Linked DNA regions of Mus musculus: region 1 is linked to region 2. A link is a contact called in public ChIA-PET data. All regions are on one chromosome and are shown on one strand. The core of a region is the stretch at or near the end of the contact, and the rest is flanking DNA. Distances in the headings are between cores, read along the strand shown. Region 1 holds the start of Pacsin3 (protein kinase C and casein kinase substrate in neurons 3). Region 2 overlaps Mybpc3 (myosin binding protein C, cardiac).

Region 1 (6,287 bases), core at 1,971-4,470, 120 kb before region 2:
GAAGGCTAGAAGTCCCCAGGAGGAGCCAGGAGAAAGGCAAAGATGGCAGCTTCCAAGTTCCCTTCTCCCCGTGGAGCTACCCATCTCAGTCCATCCTCTACATACCTGGGGTCTCCAGATCACTTCCAGGACCCGTGTCCAAGTCTCCAAGCTGCCACTATGAGCCTGTCTTGATGTTAACAAGAGCACAGAGGGAGTAAAGATTGAGAGCTTCCAGTGTCCAGGGCGGTGCCCAGTACCCCCAATATAGCAACTGCTGTCAGAAGTGCCAGATTCCAGGCTGAGAATGCCAGACTGGTCACACAATTCAGCAAGGGATTAGGTGACAGACAGGGGTGGGTGGTGGGCAGAAAGCCCCACACTCCTACTTTAGATGAGAAGAGAACTCTTGCCTAGCTAGACCCCTTGGATGACAAGGCAACCCCATGAACAAACCAGTCCAAGTGAGGAGGTGCCCTGTCACAAGCCCCAGCAAGTGTCCATGCTGAGCAGACTGGAAAGAGAGCCAGAAGGCCTGGCCCTATCATGACCAGGAAGTTTTTGGACAACTGTGCCTTACTGTCCTAAGGGAGCCTCAGCTCACTCTAAAGTGGAAATTCCCCCACCTGGTCAGTGTCCATGCTACGGTTGATGTAAAACTCAAAACTGGCAATGAAACACTTGAAAGACCCGTCATTTGTAAGGAGACACTTGCTTGCCCCCTGCCACCACCACACAACATCCAGGAGTGTCTCAAAGGGTCCTAAGGTAACAATTCCATTCTGCCTTCAAAAAGTCCAGGGTAATTTTACCCCCAAAGTCAATCAGTCTCTCTCTCTCTCTCTCTCTCTCTCTCTCTCTCTCTCTCTCTCTCTCTCTCTCTCCACCCCACCCCCACTAGAGGACACAGTGACATGCAGCCTCCTGCCTCCAGGCAAGGTCTTAGCTCTCCCCAGTACCAATTGACTCTTAGTCCATAGAAGGAAATTACTTTCTTCCCTGAGATAGCCCAAGGCCGTTGGGACAGTTAGGTCAAGGGGACAAGAGTATGAGATTGCAGCAACCAAAGCAGGACTCTGACACAGTGCTCTCTAAACTGGGAAACCTCTACTCACTCTCAAAACTCCAAATTTGACTCTGTTTTCCTCAGGGCTCCCTATAGCCCCTGTGCTCTCAGTCCCACTATATATTCCATAGGTTTAGACTGGATCTGTCCAAAGTCACTGACAGACTTCTGCAGTTTTGGTTCACGTTACCCCCGGGCACTAGAATCAGTAACAACTAAATCAGAAAACAAAGGACTGGAGGCTTAGCTCAGAGATAGGACACACTTGAGCCCAGAGGTTAGGTCCATCATCAGCACCAAAAAGGAAAGAAGAATGGCCCATCTGAAGATCAGAAAAGATGCTGGCTACAGCAGCCCTGAGAAAAGCCCGGTCTAAGCTGACTTCCTACATCTGCTGGCAGGAGGGAGACTGGCCTCTCCCTGGGACCTCATTAGCCTATAGTCAACGAAGATCCCTAGACACAGAACAAACTGCCCCCCAAGTTCCACTAGCTCTCCACCTTGTTTCCTCTTGAGTCAGCCCCACTTATCCAGAATGGCTTGCCAGCCAGATAGGGTGGTGGGGAGCAGTAATTATAAATCATTGAGCCATCCAGGACCTGGGGGGCCCTGCCTACTCCAGTCTCCTGCTCCCGGCTCCCAGGAGAGCTGCCCCCAACCCGTTCCTTCTCCCTGGCCCCAGAACAGAGCAGGCTGTGTGTGCAGTGCTGGCACAGCTCCCTCAGGCCTCACAGAGCAAACACTAGCTGGAGCCCCAGGCACAGGCAGGCCCGGCACCCCGGCTTCATCGAGCTCTTGGGGTGGACCTGGCACCTTGGGCCCTGTTGAGGAGGATTGGCATCTTGTGCCTCCTGACATTAGCAGAGACCCACATCTGAGTGAACACATCCTACCACAGCAAGAGGTCAGAGAGCAAGAACAGGTAGTTAAAATCTTTCCAGCCCAGGCTCTCCACTTAGCCTGTCAGAAGGCTTCTGGGACACTGGCAGGGTCTCTTCCCAGCCGCTAGTGCTGAACTGGGAGTTCTGGGCTTCAGGACAGAGCCCACTCTCCCCACCTGAGCTCCAAAGGTTTCTGCCTTGTTCCTTTCTTACACATAAGCCAGCCCCCACCCTTTTCCAGTAGCTGGGGACACAGGCCTGGAAGAGAGCAAAGCTATCCTGCCCAGCCCAGTCCTGTGTCCTGAGTCACAGGCTGCGCCCAAGGGCTTCCCCAGCAGCCTCTCCCAGTCAGCCTGTAGACTTGGATTTAGAGGTGCAGGAGGGTCTGGCTGCTGAACCAGAGAGGGGCGCTTAAAATCAAGAGACTGGCACAGTCTTTTGGAAGGATGGGGGAGGGGGTGGCTCAAAGAAAGGGGGAGGAGGCAGAGCCAGGGAGGGGCATAACAAAGGGGCACTTTTGGAAACCCGACCTGCCGGCTGAGGTGCCTGCTCGCTGATGACGCACTCCTAACCTCCACACCAAATCACAGAACTCAGGGGCTGCCGGTCTTTGGCCTCCACCCTTATAGACAGCGCCACCCGACAAACCACCTCCGGATCCCAGAAGGCTCGGTGTTGAACAACTCCAAGCCGGTGGAGCCAGCCACAGGATAGGCATAGCCAGGCCTAGACATGGAGGCTCTAGGACTTCTTGGACAAACTTGTTGAACTTGGTCTCGGTGGGGAGGTGGGGCCAGCTGGTTACTGCAGCGGGGAAGGGGCGCTGCCTACTAGGGTTAGCCATACAGATAGTGGCGCGAAGGGGCGGGGGGCGGGCTTTTTACAGAGGCCCCTTCTAGGACTTCAGAACGGGCGCAAGGAGAGCAGTTGGGGACCCTCTAGGCACCCTGAGAGATGATTTGCTCCTCCAGCTGGACGCCCCATTTCCCCTGGCTGGCCTGAAGAAACGCCTAATTAGCGTAGGAGATGAGATGGCCTTGCGCTCAGTGGCAGCCAATGGCCGGGGTCTCCGGCGCGGGAGTCCGTCCCATTGCCAACTTCAGGAGTCGAAGGACCAAAGAGCAAGCTAGAGCCACCATGCCGCCGCCGTGCCCCCCAGCTCCCCCTCCAAAGCACTCACCGTGTCCTCTCAGGGGCCCTCGGTGGGTTAGGGGGATCTGGCCACGCTCAGTTCGGAGTCCTACCACTCCCGGGTCCGGGCCACCGCCTCCTGGAGCGCTTCGGGCCCTCCCCCGGGAAGCCCGGCCCCCCGGGCCCGCCCTCTCCGCGGAGCCGCCGCCCCAACCCCACCGACAGCATCCCCGCAGCGGGGACTGCAGGCATCCCTGCGCCAGGTGGCTCGGGATGCGAGCCATAGGATCTGCTCCCCGGGTGCAGAGAAAGCTGGAGCCAATAGTCTAAGGAGGTGCAGCGAGGCTACCAGAGAGCTGTGAGCTTTGTCGCTCTCCGACCTTTCCAGAGACTAGGAGGCCGGTGGGAATGAGCGGGAACTTGCACACTAATCATTAGGGTGGAATTCGGGGACAAAACTGAGGGGGCATTCTTTGCTGAGAGCACCTAGAAAGTTAGAGGTTAGCTACAGGGAGACAGATTCATAACCACCCACTCCTTGTAACCTTGAATGAGGGTTAGAGATACCTTCAGCGGTTATCTGCCCAAGATCTCTAGTCCGGCCGAAGCGAGACTAGAAAAGCCATGCCTACCTAGAGCAGCTCTGCTTGCAGCTTTAGCGCGCATTCCGAGACCTGAGACAAACACGCGGTGGGAGTGGGACAAAAAAACACGAACTCCTCCCCCTCCGTGTTCACGGTTTCAGATTTTCTATCTCAACATATCTTTAAATCCCTTGGTCTCACCTCCTAGTTCAATGTAGACTTTTTCCGAATCGTCTCGATGCCACCCCACCCTAAATAGATCCCTTCTTCACTGCTCCACCCCCAGCCTCTCGGGATTTCAGAGCTTGTGGGTCTGTTATTTATATTCACTGGAGCGGTCCAAGAATGTTCTGAGGCTGACCTAATCTCCACCTGCTCGGCTTCTCCGCCCCTCCTGCTCTCTCCTGAGCCGGGTGACCCCGCAGCGGTGCCCCTGACCCGAGAGACAGGAGGGAACGCGGGCCAGCGGGGTCCCAGGCCTCTGGTGCTCAGGGGTCCTGGAGTCACAGTTCGCTCCGGGTTGGAGAGCCCAAGGGACCGCCCCTTAGGGGACCGTGCGCGCTCTGGGAAGCAACCGGCCTAGCTGCTCTCTATCCAGCACGCACATTTCCAACCCAGCCCCCTCCACGCCCTTAGAAGTGTGAGTACGTGCGCGCGCGGATTTTTTAAAAGACAACTTTAAAAATAACAAAATCGTGTTGTTTCTAAATCTGGAAGGAATCACTGACGTGTGTTCTTTGCTCAGTAGAGTCCACTCACAAAATGGGAAGAGGGGCGGCTGAGGATAACAACGGTAACTTAGGAGTGACACCAGCTGCTGGGGGCTGACTTAGGAGCGTGAAATGGTCTCCTTTAGTTGCCTGTGTTGTCTCAAAGACGAGCATCACCCGTGGCCTGAGGACTCTGGCCGCGCGCGTTGTAGCAAATCTCAAATAGGAGATTTGAAACCTGAGGATGTGGTTTCTGAAACCAATTTCAACTCCCACTCTCTTAAGGCTTGGGCAAATCTTTTCTCTTTATCTTTTTCTGCCTCTATAAAACCTGACAGGTAACCCAGCTGACCTACCACTGGGCCGTGTGCCCCAGTTAATTAATGATTGTTAAACAACTGCAAATGAGAGGGGCTTGGGAAATGTCTAATCACAGCCATGGTGCTTTGCATTATTTGGAATCAGTTAACATCGCACCTAGCGCCTGGGGGCGTTTAGGCACCTAGACAGAAAGTGTGAAAATACAAGAATGAAATTAATTACAGAAGCGGCCTATTAAAACCTCATTAAAAATAAAGTTGGCAGCTAGGCTCTGGGATGTGGGGATGTCAGGATACGGAGGCTCAGGATAGGAGGCTGTTCATCAGACCACAGGGAGGAAAGGATGTGCAGTGGAAAACATCTGGTTTCCCTTGGGGTCAGATCTGGAATCGGAAAGCAGAAATGTTGCAGCTGATCCTAATTGTCCCTAAGGTACTGGGAGGGGGCAAAGGACAGAACATTTTGAGTAGTAGGTGAAAGGAAACAGACACTGGCTCAGAATCCCAGTTCCCAGCTCCCACTCCCCCAGGGGCTCAGATTTCTGTGCCCTAGGAACGAACAGACCCCTTAATTACACAGTGCATGGACAGTGTCATCCATCCCTCAGCCTGATCAGTTCAAAATGAAATGCCCAGGCCCAGAGGGCCAAAGACAGAAACCCAGCAAGAAGCCACTTGGCTCACAGTACCAGGTGGCAGGGTGATCTACAGCCAGCTTTCAGGACACTCAGCCTCACCTTGAATTTCTGGAATGTCCTAACCACTGAGCCTTCATTTGTTTGTTTATTCGCTTGAGGAAACATCTGGGTCTTTGCTTTATGCTAAACCCTACCCCAGGTTTTGGGACTATATGGAGAAATAAGGCTGAACCCTATGTATTCAACAACGATAAGATGTGGGGTTGGACAGTCCCACAAGTAAACTGAGGCAGGAAGGACCACCCTCTACAAAAGCACAATACTTGGTTGGGCTTGATGAGTAGGAGTTAGTCATGGAGAGAGGTATTCTAGGCAGGAGCAATAGGGTGTGCCGAGCCCCAGTGGTATTGGTCTGTGATTCTATGACCCAGCAATTCTACTTCTTGGTATCTGCCATAGACAAATGTGTACAAATACAGCCAGAAGTGCCAGGATGTTTGTGTATAGCACTATTCAAAAATCCAAGAGAATGAGGTGCAAATGCCCACAGTTGCTGAAGAGATAAAGCTGTGGCTTATTCTACAATTCCAGAACAGGGGAAACATTTTTTTTTTTAATTAAACATTTCATTTGCAGTGCTGAAGTTCAACTCAGAGCCCTGTTTCTGCTATGCAAATGCTCTGCTCCTAAGCTCCACCTAAGCCCAAGATGCACACATATTCTCATGTGAAGATGTCCAGCATACTGTTCAGTGGGAAGAAAAGTACAGAAAACTGTTTGGAAAGGAAATACATCACACTGATTTTGGAAGCTGTCTCTGGCAAAGGAGTCTCAGGTTGACATGTTGGAGGAGTCACCGTGAGATGCTGAGGTGTGGCTCAGTGGTTGGTGGAAAGCTTCCTCAGCACACGAAGACCCGTGGTTAAGGCCATGCACTGAAAAGAAATTAATGTACTTATGTGTAATTCTGCAGTTCTG
Region 2 (6,406 bases), core at 1,275-3,774:
AGCCCTCTGACGCTCTCCCTCACACAGGCAGGCCTGAGATTCTCCTGCCTCCCAGGAGTTGATGCCTCCTCCAAGTCTGATGTTGGGTTTAGTATCCTATTACTTCATACAACCTCATGAGCCTCTGAGTGGGGGTTGTGGGAGGAGTGACGTTTATCACGACTAGACTTGTGAGCTCTGGTGACAGGGATGAGTTCATGGGCATCTCAGCAAGGGAGGCACAGGCTAGAGACCTCTCTCTTCCCTACTGCAACTCCTCAAAAGCCCTGGACAGTAGCTGTGACCAGGCGGGAGGATGGCCAGCCCTTCTACCTTGGGACATGCATAGAAGCACGTAGATCGCAGGCATCAAGTAAAAAGCCACGGCAGACTTGCGATGTCTGTTTGAAGAGTCTGCCTGGACAGGCTGAGCTCTGTTCTATCGTAGCCTAAGCCGCCACAGCCACTGTGAGAGGCTACAGAGGGAAGGGGAGCCTGGCACCGGGCGCAGCCGCCCGGGGGAGTAGGACCCTGTTGCTCTTAGTTTTGAACTTTCTGTTTTGTCTCTTGCCCGTCCGGTTTTAGTTCCTGAAATTAAAGAAGTGGTGAGCCACAAGTACAAGACGCCAATGGTGAGTATGCGTCCCAGCCACAGCAGGCCGAAGCACGCAGGGCTCCCTGGGAACCTTCCGGCAAGAAGGGTGGACCCTCGCGGGGGACTAGATGCCAGGGGTTCAACTCAAGTCAAACACACCTTTCATCTGGGGTACATGTGCTGACCCCCCTCTCTCAGGAGAAAGGCTTCCAGAGACTTGCCTGAGGCTCACTCAGCCCAGGGGCCTGCACTAGTGTCAGGGCAGGCCTCGTACTCTAGGCTGACCCTCTACCTAAGAAGGAGTCTCAGTGTGGCTGATCCAACGGGTCTTCTGTTCCCTGCAGGCCCACGAGATCTGCTACTCTGTGTTGTGTCTCTTCTCGTATGTGGCCGCAGTTCGTAGCAGTGAAGAAGACCTTCGAACCCCACCTCGGCCTGTCTCTAGCTGATAGAAGGGTTCCACAGCTGGCCAAGCCCAGGGGTCTCCCCTCACCTCTTGCTGCTCCTAAGCACCGAAGCTGCTGGACTGAGATGGGAATGTGTGTGTGTTCTCAGCAAGTTCCTTCCCACGGTCTAGCTGGTCTTCTCTTACGTCTGAGTGTCTTTGTGTTCATCTGTCACGGGGCTAAGCTAGCCTCATTACTTTCTCTTCCTACAATAGCAGACTAGCCTTCTGTTCCCTCAGGGCTCCAGAGTGTGTGTGTGTGTGTGTGTGTGTGTGTGTGTGTGTGTGTGTGTGGTGTGTGTGGTGTGTGTGTCTGTGGGGTCACTGTGAGCCCACTATTGCCTGTCCTTGAGATGTTTGCACTGTGGTCCCTTGTCCTAGTCCTTATATCCTCCAGTTTAGGAGTCTTCTCTCTGTCCTCTATGATCTGGCACTGTGGGGCACCTGGGACAGTTCCACTCTGGGAAGTGAAAGACACCTGGGGACAAATCTTCCTGGCTGAGGGCCTGGGAGGAGGAGGGGAGGTTCAAAGGAAGCTCAGTAAGTGGTGGGCGACCTTCCTGCTTCCTCACAGTTTCTAAACTGTGGGTGCATGTCATGCTGCTGCCTGCCCCAGCTCCATCGATGGGTGTCCCTGAGTGGCTGCCATGTGCCGAGCTGGGATTTGTGCAGTGGTCTTCCTGGCCTTTGGCATGAGAGGACGGAGGAATGAGGTGATGGTGTCCCAGACAGCACCAGCTGCTCTGCCTAAGGGCCGGGGATAGGTGGGTCAGGGCTGAGCTGAGCCCAGAGTGCACGCCTGTCTGCAGGCAGAGTCTCCTGGCTTCAGTGCCAGAAGAAAGCTATGGACTGGATAGGAGGAGAATGTAAATATTTCAGCTCCACATTATTTATAGAAAAATGTACAGCTGTGTGATGTGAAATAAATGTCCTGAACTCCACTTGGGCTCCTGTGCACTCCTCTCAGCCCGGGCCTGAGGAAGGCTGTCCCTAGCTCATCTGCATCCAGCGTTGGCATACTGAGAGCCTGCCCTGGCCTCCTGCCTCCTGGGCTTCCTGGGGTGCCAGAAAGGAACACCTACGACACTACGGCTGTAAAGTCCTGAGATGTTCTGGGCACTAGAGAGGAGGTGACTTGGGCATTCACACCTGAACAGCTTGATAAAGAAGTCACAGGAAAACAGGGGTACTGCTCTGTGACCCTGTACACGTGTGTTCAGATGTGCTGTGGTGACCTGGGCCTCCCAAGGGCCTTCGGACCAGGGTTCTGTAAAAAATAAAGTGGTAACCCATGTCCAACCCTCATGGGCTATCTATGCCATGGGAAACCCTGGCACCTGTGGGCAGAATACCCAGCACACTGCCATGACACTTCTGAGACCTGCCGGCCACAAGATTTGTAAGGAAATGTGGTCTCTTGGGAGGAAGTCAGAGAAGGTTGTGATTTCCTGTGTCTGAGCTGCATGGAGTCACTCTGTCCCATGAGATGTGGTCGTGAGCTGTGGGCTCTTGGAGTCTTGATGTCTAATACAGTACAGGGCTCTACTGCCCTGTCCCCCGTATAGCACCCAGCTGGTGTTGCCTGGGTTACTGGCATGAGGCCCATATGCCTGTGCCTCCAACGGCTTTCACTTCCACACTTCCTCACCTGAGCATGAGGGTGGAGGGAGGCTGACATCCTTTCCAGTGCTGATGTCCCACAAGTCCAGGACACTGAACTGGAGAGTGGGGTGACCAAGCGAATGCTGTATGCTTTCCCATGGACATGAACAGGAGACATCAACCCCCAGGAATGGCACAGATCTTTTATTGCTCCTACACAATGAGCCAGCCAAAAGGGCCTGTCCCCAGTCACCACTTCTGAAGCCCACACACTTTATGCTCCCAGTATTAACATTATCCTTAGGGTCAGTTTCTTCAGAACCCAGCAGACCTGCCTGGTGTCACTGCTGGCCAGTCCTTCCAGGATGCACAGTTGCACACACACATGCAGTAGCAGAAAAGGGTGCTCCTCCAACTCCCTTCCGGTCTGGTACACAGCCTGGCATCCATTTGTACCTGAGACATAGGCTGCCTTGTGGATGAACTGTGGCTTCTTGTACCCCCATTTCCTGATAGCCACCCTAGGCCCTTGGCCTTAGGTGGTTTGGAATACGTACCTAGCCATCTCTGGGGAGCCATCCTGGTCACTGAGGAACTGTAAGAGGGAAGGAAACCATGTGATTCCCTAGTCTTCCAAAAGCCAAGATCCACTGAACATGTCAGGACCAGTGATCTAGCAGCCAGAGGTACTCCTTGAACCAGGACAGCAGAGCCAAGCCCAGGGTCCATGGTGCTGTCCTGCTTTCTCCCAAGCCCTGGCCCAGAAGGCTCCTTACCTCGCACCTCCAGGCGGCACTCACACTGTGCCTCGCCCTGCAAGTTGGTGGCCCTGCAGACATAGACACCACCATCATAGGGGCAGGGTTTCCTGATCTCCAGGGTCAATACTCCCTGCTTGCAGAACATGCGGAAGCGAGCATCTTCTCCCAGATCCAGGCCATTCTTGAACCAGGAAATCTTGGGCTGAACATCAAGTAAACAGAAGAGAAGGAGAGCATTTTGGTGATGGAAGAACCGGTGAGAATTCAGAGAGACTATTCTAGAAATTCCCACTAGAGCACCAGACTCAGCCAGAGGCTGAGAATGAACAGAGAGTCAGCAATGGGGGATTAGGCTCTGCTCAGGGGAAAGACAATATAGACTGGGGAGAGTTAACCATAAGGAGCCTAGGAGACCAGCCTCCTGTCAGTCTAGCCCAGGACCTTGAGTCCCTACCTTAGGACTACCTCGGACAGCACAGCAGAGGATGGCATTATAGCCTGCAATGATGGAGCGATTTGCCAAGGGCTGGGTGAAGCTTGGGGCCTCAGAGAAGTCCAGGGCCTTGTATTTGGGTGGCTCATATGTGATGCCTGTTGGTGACAAGTCTTGGTACCAAGAAGGTCACCCCAAGTGAGGCTCCCCCTCCTTCCCCAGATTCCTCACAGTGTGAGGGAGGGTACAGCACCTGGTCTTGGAATAAAGACTGGCTCCTTGGTGGCGGCAGCTTTGTCACTGGAACCCACCATGTTATGGCTGAAGACCCGGAAGTAGTAGCCATTGCCAATGATAAGCTCTGATACCACACAGTGAGTGCGTCGGTAGTGTTCCAAAACCGTGAACCACTCCTGGAGGATGGTGAAGGAAGGGAGGACTCTCTGAGGGACCTCTGCCTTTCTTGGGTACCCCCTGTGCCACTACCCCTACCATGCAGGAAACCAGAATAATGGATTGGGGGTGAATGGTAAGCACAGGGGAGGGTATATGTAGACCCAGGGCCCCAGGCTCACCATGGTCTTCTTGTCAGCTTTCTGTACAGTATAACCCCAGATCTCTGTATTGCCATCATCTTGGGGTGGCTTCCACTCCAGAGCCACATTGAAACCCCAAGTCTCAACGATCCGGATATCCTGGGGAGGACTTGGCTTGTCTGCAGGAGACAGATCTGATTGGCACACTGAGCGTTCTGAAGTGACCGAGCAGAAGCAGGAGCCTGTTAGTACCTAGAAGGCCCTCCTTCTAAGTGCCCTCGGCAGGAGCTCTGAGCTGGGCTCCCAGACACAAGGTCAGGAGACAAGGGTGCTGAAAGGGAGGTTCCGGGCCCACATACCCACAATCTGCAGGATCAGCGTTGCCTTGTCCTCCATGTTCTCAATGCGAACTGTCACCTGGTAGGTGCCCGAGTGGGTGCGGCGGGCAGCTCGGATGAACAAGATCGTGTCTGTGGGGCTGTTCCGGATGCTCACCTCCTCACCTGCCAGGGGCTGCCCCTCTTTGGTCCAGGTCACCTGAGGCCGGGGTTTGCCCTGGGGGAAGATGACCAGCCCAACCCTGAGCTTGACGCTCCGAAGGGGCAGGTTCTGCACCAGCAACACGTGGATGGAGGCCTCAGGGTCTGCAGCCTTCAGGAGATCCTTCAACTGTGGTTTCTTCTTAGGGACAGGGAAGGAGTCAGCCTACCTGGAAAGGGATGAGGAGGTTCACAGGCTCCCCAACTTTCTTCTGGATGGTCTGGCGCAGGTGTCTGGGCAGTTGGAGCCGTGGTCGTTCTGTGGGTAGAAAGGAGGCAGCTCACTAACAGCCCTTCTGTAGCCCAACCCTAAGGATTCCACAGGTCCATTCTCTCCTGGGGCAGGGTCCAGAGCACTATAGCTGAGAAAAAAGTTCCCATGGGCCAGACTCTCCTAACCCACAGCAATTGCAGTATGCTCAACACTAAAAGCTGTACAGTGAGCTTCGATATATTACTATCGTGTGTGTGTGTGTGTGTGTGTGTGTGTGTGTGTGTGTGTGTTTCACTTTTTAGATTTATTTATGGACTTATGTGCATGAGCATCTAGCCTGCATGCATATATGTGCGCCATGTGTGTGCCTGTGTTTGTAGAGGTCAGAAAAAGGCAATGGGTCCCCTAGAACTGGAGTTAGAAATGGTTATGAGCCACACATATGTGTGCTGAAACCAAGCCCTGATCCTCTGCAAGAACAGCAAGTGCTCTTAACAGAGAGCCCATCTTCCCAGCCCCTGTGTTATCTTTTGAGGGGGAGCTCATACAGCCAAGCCTGCTACACATCCCTCACCCTCCTCCAGCACTACAGGGTGGGGGCACGGGGGCACGGGTGTGTGGGGGCGGGGTGCCACTGTGTTCAGCTTCAGTTCAAGATGGTAAGGAAGTTATTTGGAGCCACAATTCTTGAAAAATGTAAGCAAAGGCTCTGATTCTATGCTTGTCAATTTGTTGCTTCCCTCTGACCTAGAGAACCAATCCTTCTACCTTTGTTGAGGTAAAGAACAGAATGAGCCAGGTGCAAATGGCACATTCCCAGCCCTCAGGAGTTAGAGGCAGACAGTAAGTTTGAGGCTAGCCTGGTCTACATAGTTCCAGAACAGCCAGGACTATGTAGAGAGACCCTGTCTCAAACAACAACAAAGACTAACAGAAGAATGGGAAGTGTATCCCAGACGACCCTAAATGGCTCCGAAAAGCCTCACTGTTCAGTTCTGAGGACAATACCTATGTGCTGGAGTACCTGTTCCAGAATTAGGGACTGAACCAAGAGAGCCCAAGGCATAGATGAAGGCCCTGGCCCTTCCTGCCCCAGCCCCTGTCCCTGCCCTTGCCTACTAAAGCCCATGTCCCCAGCCTGTCTTGATTGGCAAAGGGTGGCCAGTGGCAGGCCTTTTAGCAGAAGGGCACTCACGCAGTATCTCCTGCACTGTCACAGGCTCCTTGGTGACGATAGGGCCTCCAGGACCTGCCACATTGTGTGCCCGTACTCGGAACAGCAGCCGTGCCCCAGTGGGTAGG

The links. ChIA-PET counts read pairs in DNA pulled down with a chosen protein or histone mark.
Region 1: an RNA polymerase II ChIA-PET map of memory CD8 T cells shows a contact between it and region 2, with 9 read pairs. The contact joins the promoter of Pacsin3 here to the enhancer-like site in region 2. A contact is called at or near these places in 17 of 39 promoter capture datasets (the 3T3-L1 cell line, 3T3-L1-derived adipocytes, the C10 cell line and 10 more), 3 of 484 Hi-C or Micro-C datasets (bone marrow-derived macrophages, embryonic stem cells and muscle stem cells), 7 of 115 datasets of contacts at active chromatin or transcription factors (bone marrow-derived macrophages, double positive thymocytes, effector CD8 T cells and 2 more) and 3 of 9 other capture datasets (adipose tissue, liver and pancreatic islet).

Annotation. Positions count from the first base shown.
Region 1 is chr2:91,253,746-91,260,032 of GRCm38.p6, reverse strand. It overlaps Pacsin3 (protein kinase C and casein kinase substrate in neurons 3), which reads right to left and starts at 3,220. Exons shown (of 11, transcript NM_001289678.1): 1 at 3,107-3,220; 2 at 106-169.
Region 2 is chr2:91,132,914-91,139,319 of GRCm38.p6, reverse strand. It overlaps Mybpc3 (myosin binding protein C, cardiac), which reads right to left. Exons shown (of 35, transcript NM_008653.2): 27 at 6,300-6,406; 28 at 5,061-5,149; 29 at 4,711-4,906; 30 at 4,391-4,530; 31 at 4,069-4,228; 32 at 3,837-3,973; 33 at 3,398-3,584; 34 at 3,179-3,216; 35 at 2,804-3,077. The coding sequence ends at 3,206. Madd (MAP-kinase activating death domain) reads left to right here. Exons shown (of 35, transcript NM_001177720.1): 34 at 565-611; 35 at 919-1,960. The coding sequence ends at 1,023. Among named protein-coding and RNA genes, the nearest start is that of Mybpc3, 18 kb to the right of the region's middle. Within about 2 kb of position 2,524, at least 27 of the 459 cell types and tissues checked have an H3K27ac peak or open chromatin away from gene starts, as enhancers often do. A contact at or near this core is called in memory CD8 T cells, where this site is marked.